Linked DNA regions of Rattus norvegicus: regions 1 and 2 are each linked to region 3. Evidence: chromatin contacts called from public Hi-C data. All regions are on one chromosome and are shown on one strand. Each heading gives the region's core, a stretch centred on a gene start, on an enhancer-like site or on the middle of the called end of the contact. The rest is flanking DNA. Distances are from core to core; before and after follow the strand shown.

Evidence for each region. Hi-C and Micro-C count contacts between places; a contact is called where the count stands out from the background.
Region 1: a contact with region 3 is called in a Hi-C map of Schwann cells, with 4 times the contacts expected there. The contact joins the promoter of Rhoc here to the enhancer-like site in region 3. A contact is called at or near these places in 3 of 12 Hi-C or Micro-C datasets (the Rat2 cell line, Schwann cells and mammary epithelial cells).
Region 2: a contact with region 3 is called in a Hi-C map of liver, with 6 times the contacts expected there. The contact joins two enhancer-like sites. A contact is called at or near these places in 3 of 12 Hi-C or Micro-C datasets (liver and psoas muscle).

Annotation. Positions count from the first base shown.
Region 1 is chr2:194,973,555-194,977,197 of GRCr8, reverse strand. Rhoc (ras homolog family member C) reads right to left here and starts at 1,612. Exons shown (of 5, transcript NM_001106461.1): 1 at 1,357-1,612.
Region 2 is chr2:194,942,094-194,945,840 of GRCr8, reverse strand. No RefSeq gene overlaps it. Among named protein-coding and RNA genes, the nearest start is that of Ppm1j, 23 kb to the left of the region's middle. Within about 2 kb of position 2,255, at least 32 of the 93 cell types and tissues checked have an H3K27ac peak or open chromatin away from gene starts, as enhancers often do. A contact at or near this core is called in liver, where this site is marked.
Region 3 is chr2:195,162,057-195,165,692 of GRCr8, reverse strand. No RefSeq gene overlaps it. Among named protein-coding and RNA genes, the nearest start is that of Wnt2b, 6.9 kb to the right of the region's middle. Within about 2 kb of position 2,127, at least 22 of the 93 cell types and tissues checked have an H3K27ac peak or open chromatin away from gene starts, as enhancers often do. A contact at or near this core is called in Schwann cells and liver, where this site is marked.

The DNA of each region.
Region 1 (3,643 bases), core at 363-2,862, 190 kb after region 3:
GCGGGGAGCAGTTAAGAAGGGGACAGTAACCTGATCTCGGCCCCAAACTTGGCTTTTCCTTTCAGTCCCCAATCCTGTCTGGCTCCACTGAACTCCTTTACTCCCTACGTGCCACCACCTCAAACCCTGGCCTGTGCCTGCCTTTTAGAAGCAGAGTATCCCTGCCCCAGGCTGGCTCTTCTCAGCATCAGGCCCCAGCGTGGTTCCTCTCTCACACACACACACACACACACACACACACACACACACACACACACACAACTGGGATGTGAGGGAAGAGGACATGAGTCACAGAGAATTTATAGGAGTTGAGTATGTGCAGACACACTTCCCACCCCCCACCTCAAGGGGTTTTCCCGAGTACCCCCAAAAGGCTGGGAAGAAGGCATTCACTCTGTTGCCTATCTCCTTCAAAAGTGAGATCTGAGAGGTGTACCCAGGTAACCAACCTACAGGATTGCTTCCAACTCCCGCACCTACTCCCATTAATTCAACCAGTCAGGCTGTATACAGGCTGGCGGAGACAACCCCAACCCAGGGTAGGCAGTGTAGATGAAGCGTGACAACACTAAACACTAGTCACGTCCCCATGCATGTGCCACGGCTGTCCCACAGCAGCGAGGCGACTGGGCATCTGACGGTGGGAGGCAGAGGCCGGAACTCCGTGGCTGGGTTAGAGCCCCCAGCTTAGAAGATTCTGCATCTAGGCTCTGCTTAGGCCAGAAGAATTGGGGACTCAGGCCAAACCAGGACATTAGGCCCAAGGCCAAAATGGCATGATGGTCTGGCTAACACTCCCTGTGAAAGGCGGCTCCGGAGGAACTGCCCCACTAACCCTGAGACAATGAAATGTCACACAGGGCCCCGGAGAAGGGTCTGGAACTTTTGGGACCTTCCCTGGGACAAGACATTAGCCCTCCTTAATACTCTCTTGATTTTTCCAGGTGATCCAACAGGCCTTTGTACTCTGCTCCCCTGAGATCTAGGCAAGAATCACTCTTTGGGCAACACCTTTTCCTTAACTTTAAAGCCATGAAGGAAGATCCGGGCCCCAGCTTTCTGCCCAACCCCCTAACACTCCCAAAAGGGTAGGAGGCAGAGTTGGGGATTGGGGTGTTTTGTTCTTTTTTTTTCTCCCCCTTTCACTCTCAGACCCACATACACCACAGAGGAGCAGGATCTTTCCTAGTCTTCTCAACCTCTTAGCTCAGATCAGCTCCAAAACCCGTCTAGGGCGGCGTCCTGACCCGCCAAGCAGTAGCAGCCCCCAATGGTCACATCCCGCCCCTATTCCCGCCATTCCCCATCCCAGGCCAGAACTCCCACCCCTAGCCAGCCTGAGGCCCTGTTCCTTACTCCCCGCCCGGAACTGGAGCTTCTGGGTAGAGTCGCTCAGGGAGATCCAAGTGTGTTCCTGGCCCAGCTAGGGAGGTCCGGAGAGGCAAGACTCAGAAAGGGAAGGGGCTCTGGGCTGTGGTTCGAGAGCTCAGGAGGCGAGAGCGCCTGCCCCGCGGCACAGGACGCTCTCCCATACCCCGCCCGGAACCCCCTCCTGAGCCGTTCCCCGAGCGATCCGGGAAGCAGGAAAGTGCTCTCCTCCGAGGTCAGTTCCCACGACGCCTCGCCACCCACCAGCTGGGGCCCCGTACCTTCTGCTCCGCCGCCTCCAGCTGCGCGGCCGGTGCCGGAGGCTGAGACTGACCCGAGCCCCGCCCCACTCTCCAGCACCGCTCCGGGGCGGGTCCGTCAAGGGGAGGGGGGTCGACGGGGGCGGCCCTTAGCATGGCCCGCCTCCGCTCTGGGCCCCGGGTGGCCGCAGGTCACCCCGGCTCAGGACCCGGCATGGGGCGTGGGGCTGGAGCTGGAGGGACCATGTCCAGAAATGTTTGGATTGCTGGGTGATGAGAGGGCGGGTGGGACCCCCGGAGGACTCGGCCTCTGCCCCACTTCCAACCCGTGGGGGGGCGGACCCGCTTCGGGAAAGTTGAGCGACTCCCAGGGTGGGGTCAGCGAGGGCCACTGCTGCCCTCCCGTGGCCAAGCAGCCCTCGACGTTCCAGTATCTCCTACCCCCTAGCCGTAACCGAGGGGACGGGTTATGCAGAAGCTGCCCACTCTCTTCTCCAGGAATCACTGCAGTAAATGCAACGTGACGCTAACCGGAGCCTTGGAGGCCTTTTGTGATCTACAGTCCCCAACTACCATCGCCTTACAAGTCCCTTCCTTCCTTCACCGGGAATTTCCCTACGTCCTGTTAACAGCACACTCCTGGAAGTGCTTCTGTGTCCTCGACTGGAAACTGACCTCATACTCCTATTGTATTGTTGTGTTGTTGATCCCAGTCTGACGTGTTACTTACCTGATCATATATCTCCTTCCTTATAAAGGGCTAAAGAAGTGGGTGTATAAGGAAGTCTACTGCTAGTGCTGGATACTTTATACACACACAGGTCTCTACTCTGGAATAAGTTCACCAGTTCCCTTTTGCCTGTAAAGAAAGTGAAGCCCAGAGATGTGTCACGATTTGTGACAGCAGGAATTTATAGTGAGGTGAGCTATGGTGACACACAAGAAGCTAAGGCAGGTGGATCTCTAGGAGTTAGTTGCAGGCCGTCCTGGGCTACATTGAGACCCTGTAGCAAAAACTCTTATCAGTCAGTCAAATTTACAGTCAGGCCTGTGGGACACCCAGGCATGTGCTGGCTCCATGCTGCCTGCCATGCTCCCGCTCCAACCTGCTCCCTGCACCATCCAACCAACCTCTGCTCATCATAGGTTTCAACAAAGATTTGCCAGAATAAATGCATGGAGTCTACTGCAGGTACAGCTGGGCGGGTGGTTCATGCCTGTAATCTCAGCACTCCCGAGGGAGCAGAGTTGCCACAAATTCCAGGCCAACATAGGCTGTGGAGTGAAACTGTCTCAAACCCAGGCAGACACATACCTAAACATTCACTCAGGATTGGAAGCACAGATCATACATACATTTGATAAATCAGATAACTGAGGTGAAGGGCACTTTGGCCTCCAGGACTCTGAATTCATACAGTAAACAGTGGTTGGATGTGAACTGAAAGCTATGTACTAACTAAGCTAGCTATGAAACTCTGCCTTCTGAAAACGTACAGTCTAGCCAGGCAGTGATGGTGCATGCCTTTAGTCCCAGCACTCAGGAGACAGAAGCAGGAGGATAGCTGAGTTTGAAGCCACCCTGGTCTACAGAGCTAGTTTTATGACAGCCCAGACTACATAAAGAAACCCTATCTTGAACAAAACATAAATAAAAGTAAACAAACAAACTCACAGTCCGAATGAAGAACACAGTTGAACATAGCTAACAGTTCTTGAAGCTTTATTTCATGAACCTTGCCCGCCCTGCCCACTCCATGTTTAGTTCTTACAAGACAGTGTTGTTATCTACACTTTACTGAGGCGTGGAAGCTTGGAGGAGTGTTTGGGAGTCAAAACACTCAGACTTAAGAGGCCCAGCTTGGGCTGGAGAGATGGCTCAGCAGTTAAGAGCACTGACTGCTCTTCCAGAGGTCCTGAGTTCAACTCCCAGCAAGCTCACAACCCTCTGTAATGGGATCTGATGCCCTTTTCTGGTGTATCTAAGACAGATACAGTGTACTCATATATAATAA
Region 2 (3,747 bases), core at 1,006-3,505, 220 kb after region 3:
AGGGGTTTTATGTTGTTTTGAGGTGAGGAGTTGGGGATGTGTGCAGTCTATGCTTCCGTACGCGTTTCTGTGTGCACATTCATGTGGAGGCTAGAAGTCAATGTTGACAATCTTCTATTGGCTCTCTGCCTTATTTCTTTTTTAGTGTCAGGGGATCTCACACTGAACCCAGACATAGACACCTCAGACTATACAGCCTGTGAGCTCCGGGGACCCTCCTCTCTCTGCCTCTTCGTCACTAGGGTCACAGGGGCAGTCTGGTTCTTGTTTGTTTGCTTGCTTGCTTGTTTGTTTGTTTTGTGATGTGGGTGCTGGAGATTCCAGTTTAGGTCCTCATGCTTCTGCGGTGAGCGGTGAGCATGTTAGCAACTGAACCATCTCCACAGTCTGTTAACTGAGTTTTGATGGCTGAAGTGACCCAGAGTCATTTTCAAGGCTAGAAGATTGAGGTTTTATTCTGTTGATCCTATGAGGAAGGGAGGGTGGTAGTGGTAGAGGGTGTGGGGGGTATCCTGGCCCCCTCCCCTAAGGAAGATGGCTGGTTAGCCATTGAGTTACCAGTGGGAACTGCTTTAGTTGCTGATTGTTAAAGAATAAACTGCTGGTAAACTGATTGCCCATCAATAATCAGAGAGAGAGAGAGAGAGAGAGAGAGAGAGAGGGAGAGAGACAGAGAGAGACAGAGACAGAGAGAGACAGAGACAGAGACAGAGAGAGAGACACAGAGAGACAGAGAGACAGAGAGAGAGACAGAGAAAGAGAGAGACAGAGAGACAGAGAGAGTGTTTCAATTAAGTTTAAATAGAACAATTGGTTACAAGCAAAAGCATCTGAAACAGCCCCACTCCTTCTGTTAGGAGTCCCACAAATACAGCAAGCTACACAGCTATGACATATAGACGAGGTCCTAGGTTAGACCCACGCAGGCTCCCTGACTTTAGTTCAGTCTCAGCGAGTACCTGTAGGTCCAGGTTTGTTGGTTCTGTGGTTTGTTTGTTTGTTTGTTCGTTGTGATGTCCTTGACCCTTTTGTCTCCTACAACCTTTCCTCCCCTCCTTCTGCAGGATCCACTGAGTTCTGCCTAATGTTTGGCTGTCGGTCTCGCTTCTGTTTCCATCATTGCTAGATGGAGCCTCTCCTGCCAGTCTTCTGTCTATGAGTTATAGCATTTACTTATTTATTATATATGAGTACAATGTAGCTGTCTTCACACACACCAGAAGAGGACATCAGATCCCATTACAGATGGTTGTGAACCACCATGTGGTTGCTAGGATTTGAACTCAGGACCTCTGGAAGAACAGTCAGTGCTCTTAACCACTGAGCCATATCTCCAGCCCTTCTTTACTTTTTTTTCCTGGACATGTTTGGTTCTATTCTGGGTCTCTGGGCCACCCAGCCTCTGGTTTCTGATTCTTGAGGTAGTGTCAGGTGTGGGCTTCTTTTCGTCGCACAGATCTCAAGATGGACACAATTTCTGTGCCACCCCAGCACATCATGCTCGCAGGACAAATTGTAGGTCGAGGGTTCTGTGGCTGGGTTGGTGCCCCAGGCCCTCCACTGGAAGTCTTTCTTGGACCCTTGTCCTCCTACTGGGTTGCCTCATCCAGACTTAATATAAGGGGAGGTGTTAAGATTTCTTGCAACTTGATACACAGCATTTGGTTGATATTCCTGGGAGACCTGCCCTTTTCTGATGGGAAAGCCAGGAGGTGCAGTTGGGGCGCTGGGGGGTGGGGAAGGGTAGGGACTGGAAGGAGAGAAAGGAGGAGAAACTGCTGGGGACAGAATAGATGAGAGAATAAATTAATACATAAAAAGAAACAATTCGGGGCTGGGGATTTAGCTCAGTGGTAGAGCGCTTACCTAGGAAGCGCAAGGCCCTGGGTTCGGTCCCCAGCTCCGAAAAAAAAAAAAAAAAAAAAAGAAAAAAAGAAACAATTCGTTGCAACTGTAGGCTTTAGTCAATTAAAAGATGTCAGAGAGGCAGAAGTAGGGCCTAGATGGGATGGATACAGACGCAGGATCCGGGGAAGTTAAGAGATATGGGTAAGATTTGGGGAAGGAAATTTGTCTTCCGTTAAGAGCAGGGCAAGGCTGTTCAGTGATACATTCTGTGAAGACTGCGGTGCCCTCCTTCCCACTTAGCCTGTGGGGTTAAACTTTCACTCCCAGCGATTCCTACCCCTTTGTCACCCCACCCCCCCCGGGACGCGTGGCGCAAGGTCGGTGGATGGGAGGATCGCAGCTGAGCGCGGATCATCCTACGCCTCCACAGCAGGCGAAGCATACTCGGTTCTGCGCAGAGCTCAATCTAGACCCCGGGAGTCTGGACGCGCAGCGCCCCCTCGCGTTAGGACAGGCCAGGTGCCGCAATCGCAAAACTGCCGGGCGCCGGTCAACCCGCACAACCCCCGCTCCCCATCCAGAACCGCTCCCTGTTAACCCCCGACTTCTCTCAAAGCCCGGCCGGGCGGCTCCTGGAGAAAGTCTTCCCAAAGCAAGGTCTTGTGGGTAAGAAGAAATACAAGGGTGCGTGCTGATAATGTCTATTGAGGGACAGTGAAAAGATTCACCTCCTTGGTTTTGGTTTCGTTCTAACCAATGTTAAAGTGCATCTTACATGCAATAAAATACTGCTATTTGATGTGGATATTTAGCTGAGTTTTCACAGGCTTGTAGTACTTCCGTGATCGGAATTTCATGATGGAGCTGAGGACGTCTCTGACGATAGAGTTAGTGCTTACTTAGCAGGCACGAATCCCCGAGTTTATCCCCACAGCAGAAGCCTAGCTTATGGTGCATTTTGCAAACCCAGCACTTAGGAGGCAGAGACACGAAGTTGATCGAATTCACTTTTGAAGCAATCTGACTTTGTCTTTAAATGTTTTTTAAAATTATTCTGTGTGTTATGTGCATTCGTGTGTGTGTGTGTGTGTGTGTGTGGGTGTGTGTCCTGTATATAAATACACCTCATACATAGCTGATACCCTTGTAGGGAGAGTGTGTAGAAACTCCTGGAATCAGACAGATGTGAGACTCCATGTGAATGCTGTGAATTAAACCAGGGTCCTCTAGCAGAGCAGTAAATACCACTGGACTATCTCTCTAGTCCTGTTTCTTTATTTCTTTTTATCTTTATTTTTTTTTTTTTCCGGAGCTGGGGACCGAACCCAGAGCCTTGTGCTTGCTAGGCAAGCGCTCTACCACTGAGCTAAATCCCCAACTCTTTATTTCTTTTTAATTATTTATTTATTTTTTTGTGTGTGGGTTTTTGCCTGTATGTTACCCCCTGTATGATCACCCTAGAACTGGAGTTACAGACGTTGTGAGCCACACTTGTGGGTGCTGGGAATCTAACTGGGTCCTCCAGTGAATAGCCCGAGCTCTTAAACACTGAGCCATCTCTCCAGCCCTCAGATTAACTTTTTAAAAGATTTATTATATGTGTGTGTGTGTGTGTGTGTGTGTGTGTGTGTGTGTGTGTATGCACACTGTAACTGTTTTCAGACACACCAGAAGAGAGCATCAGAACTCATTACAGATGGTTGTGAGCCACCATGTGGTTGCTGGGATTTGAACTCAGGACCTCTGGAAGAACAGTCAGTGCTCTTAACCACTGAGCTATCTCTCCAGCCCTCAGATTAATTTTTAATTGTTATAAAGTTGAGCTGCCCCAACTTGTTCACTGAAAACATTTGACTTGTACTAAAGCTTTATATCCCCAAATGTATATTAAAAACAGCA
Region 3 (3,636 bases), core at 878-3,377:
TTGAGAGTGAATTCTCTCCTTCTACCATATGACTTGGTAGTGTACACCTTTGCCTGCTGAGCAATCTCACCAATTTGCTGATTTCAAATAAATAGAAACAAATAAAGCAGATTGTGGGATGATGTCACAGGTGAAGAAGGTACAAGATAGAATGAGGCAAAAAACAAGGAGGGCAGGAAAAAAGTTTGAGGGACAGAGAGGAGACTGGGACAGAAAGGACAGCAGAGGGGAGACAGTAGTTGCGGGACAACATGGGAGCTGACATTAAGATTCCACACTGTACCTTTACCAGTTGTTATAAATGTTCTTAAAGGATGGATCTGTACCAGGCTTTGTATGTTTAGGTGGGCAACTATATTTTATCAATTGGATCAAAGGTTATTGTGTCTTGTGGTCTTTCATGTGGAGAATTGAATTTTGGACAGTGTGTGAGATGCCTCAGAGTTGGGATGTCTGTTTCTGCCTTGGGAACTGGATGGGTAGAGAGATTGCTGCCAGGCTCAGAAAGAGGCCTTTGGCAGTGTGATATGGGATGGAGCAAAGCGGGTGAGAGGCTTTGCTGACTGAGACTAAGATATCCAGCAGATATCTTGGGGCACTTCTGTGCCGGATCTAGTGGGATAAAAGACTCTTTTATTTTTATATTTTTACAACGACAGCAGCTTTCCTCTATTTCCTCCTAATGTCCTCATTATTTTCCAGGCTCCATTCTGGAAATAACATCCCCAGCATATTACAAAAAGAAGCAAAAAAGGAATTTATTTTCAGCAGGATGTAATGATGCATATCAATGACCCCAGCATGAGGTGGACTGAGGCAGAAGGGTTGAGAGTTCAAGGCCAGCCTGGACTGCACAGCAAGAACCTGTCTAAAAAAAGAAAGAAAGAAAGAAAGAAAGAAAGAAAGGAAGGAAGGAAGAAAGAAAGGAAAGAAAATTCCTCAGATGGAGTTTGTCTGATATTTTTCTCATGATTTCTTGTGACACTAGGATTACAAAAGAGATCACAGAGGAGGAAATCCTGACACTATCATTTCCATAGTTTTGCCTTTTGCCAGGAATGCACAGTTGGAACCACAGCCTTTCAAATCCACTTCTTTCTGCTAGTGATATCCAAGGGAAGCTCCTCCACGTCTGTTGATAGCTCATTTTATCACTAAAACATTCCATTCTCGCACACGCACAGCTCATGTATCCATTCATCTCTGAAGGGCATGTCAGTTGCTCCCCAGTCTTGTCAGCTACGGAGAGATTGGCTATCAGCGTCAGTGTGCAGGGTTTTGTAGCCATCCCAATGAATGAGCGCACTAACTTGATCACATGGTAAGAGTATATAGCATTAACTGCCTTCCCAACTCACTGGGCCGTTTTACCATCTCTCTGGCAACAAATGTTGCTCTGTAACGACAAGAGACTCAAGTGTTATTTTTGTCACTGGGGCAAAAACTATCGCCCTGACTCCAATAATGTTGAGCCTGATGGCCCTGCTGAAGTATTTGTCAAGTTTCTCCCGTGGTAAAATTCTTTTTCCCTTCCATCCTCCATAGCTGTGTTGTATTTGTTGGAAAGATGTCAGAATGCGCAACCCACACTTAAGGATTAATTATACTTCGTGTCATCGAATGTGCAGTGTCTACATAAGTTACTTGGAAGTCTTTCTATGAGGGAGATTTGTCCTTTCCCCATTTATTTATTTGTTCAGTTGTTTGTTTATATTAACTCAGACTCATGGATATTTATTTTATTTTTTGAATTACTATCCAGAAATGCTTTTATTTTTGTTGCTCATGGCCGCCTCGGCCATCAGGAGCTTTATAAATTTGTCCCTGTGTTCGTATGAATCCAATGAGTGACTATAAGCCACCTAAACAAAAGAAGCTCTCTGGAGAAACTTCGGTAATATTTGTGTTTCTAAGAGCAAAAATTCTGAGAATGTCCAGGGATCCCTTATCCAACCTGGCTACAGGTGCGTTTGGTTCTACAAGAAGGCGATTCGGTCCTGGTGGAATCCCTGAACGCCACTCTTCCACTCTTGGGAACATCTCCCTTCTCCGTGTCCAGCCCTGAAACCAGGAATCCCCAAAATGAAGCTCGGCCCTCTGTCCTTCCAGAAAACGCCACGGCGGGGCGCCCTGCGCAAGGGGTGCGTTCCAGCCGGCCGCGAGCGTCGCAGAGGGCTGGGCGTCTGGGCTCGCTCAGTCGGGTCTCCACGGAACCCCGACCCTGGCCCGACCCCGACGACCTGCCTCACCCCTGGGTCTGCGGCGTCTCTCTGGGCCACATCCGCGCGTTGTGACGCCCAGAACAGAGCGATCGCAGCGAGAGTGGCCCGCGGGCTCCACTCCCCTGGGCGCCCTCCCGCCCTCCGCTGCCCATTCCCACAGACAGCCGCGGGGCGCTCTCGGCCCCGACCCCGCCCTTCTCTCTGGTTCCGGGCTTTCACGGCAGGGCAGACCCTTAGCCAGCGCACCAAAAGCCAGCGATAAACAGCTGCAGCTGGAGACCTGGCTAATTGATACAATAAGTTCTGTAATTGCCTCGAAAATAAGGTAATGATTTGGCAGAGGGAATGCTTTGATCTTATCAGCCCAGAGAGATCTCTCCAAGGAAAATTCAGGGACTGGCTGGAGGCTTCCAATTTGGAGTGTAATGCCGAGGGCCAGCCTCATTCCCCCACTCCCACCCCTCCCCCACGTTCCCTATGTCCTTCTGCAAGTTCTGGGCTTTTCAAGAAGGGATTGCCAAGTCCTAAAATGACCGAAAAGTACACACAATTAGGCCGTGAGCTATGCGTCGAAGAGGGGTAGATTCTGGACTGTTCGGGAACAGGGGGATGTCCGAAATGTATAATCCAGTCCTGGAAAGGCTACAGAAGAGATTGGAATGGAGGTGGGAGGCTAGTTTGGCTCAGGCCTCAGACTTTTTTTTCACACAGGGAGGCTTGCTGGCTTGGACTTTACTCGTAGGTGGGGGTACCAGAGGAGAGAACCTTGTGTGCCCTGCCTCTCCAAGAACAAACACCCACACACACGCACGCACACCCACGCACGCGCGCGCACACGCACGCACACACATACACGCGCGTGTACACACACACACACACACACACACACACACACACACACACACACACACACGGGGAGCGCCGTGGGTGTCCCTGCAGGGCAGAGGCTCCAGCACAAAGAGGATTAGAGAGATGAGCTAATCTGGTTTGTATCCCAGACATGGCCCCAGAAAGGACCCTGTCTACTGATGTTTAAGGAGTGGAGTAGTGTCGAATCTTGCTTTGAGGGCCTTGCTGGCTGACACTAACAGAGACCTCACCCCACAGGCGTCCCTAAGACGCTAGAGTCCAGGCTTCAGGGTCAGATTTAGGAAACAGAGAGACAGAGGCCTTGGGGCATAACAGAATGGCCCATGCTAAAGAAAGAAGAGAAAGACAGAGGACCTTCCCCAGCAGAAACTAGCTCTCCATTCACTTTCCAGTGGGGAAACTGAGGCCCAACGTGGGAAAGTGACTTACAGTATTGTAAATAATGCCCAAGTACTGCGTTGAGTTGAAGGTAGAAAGCTTTTTTTTTTTTTTTTTTTTTTTTTAAATCTTTTCTGGCTCTTGGAGCTGAGGGCAGTTAAAGTCA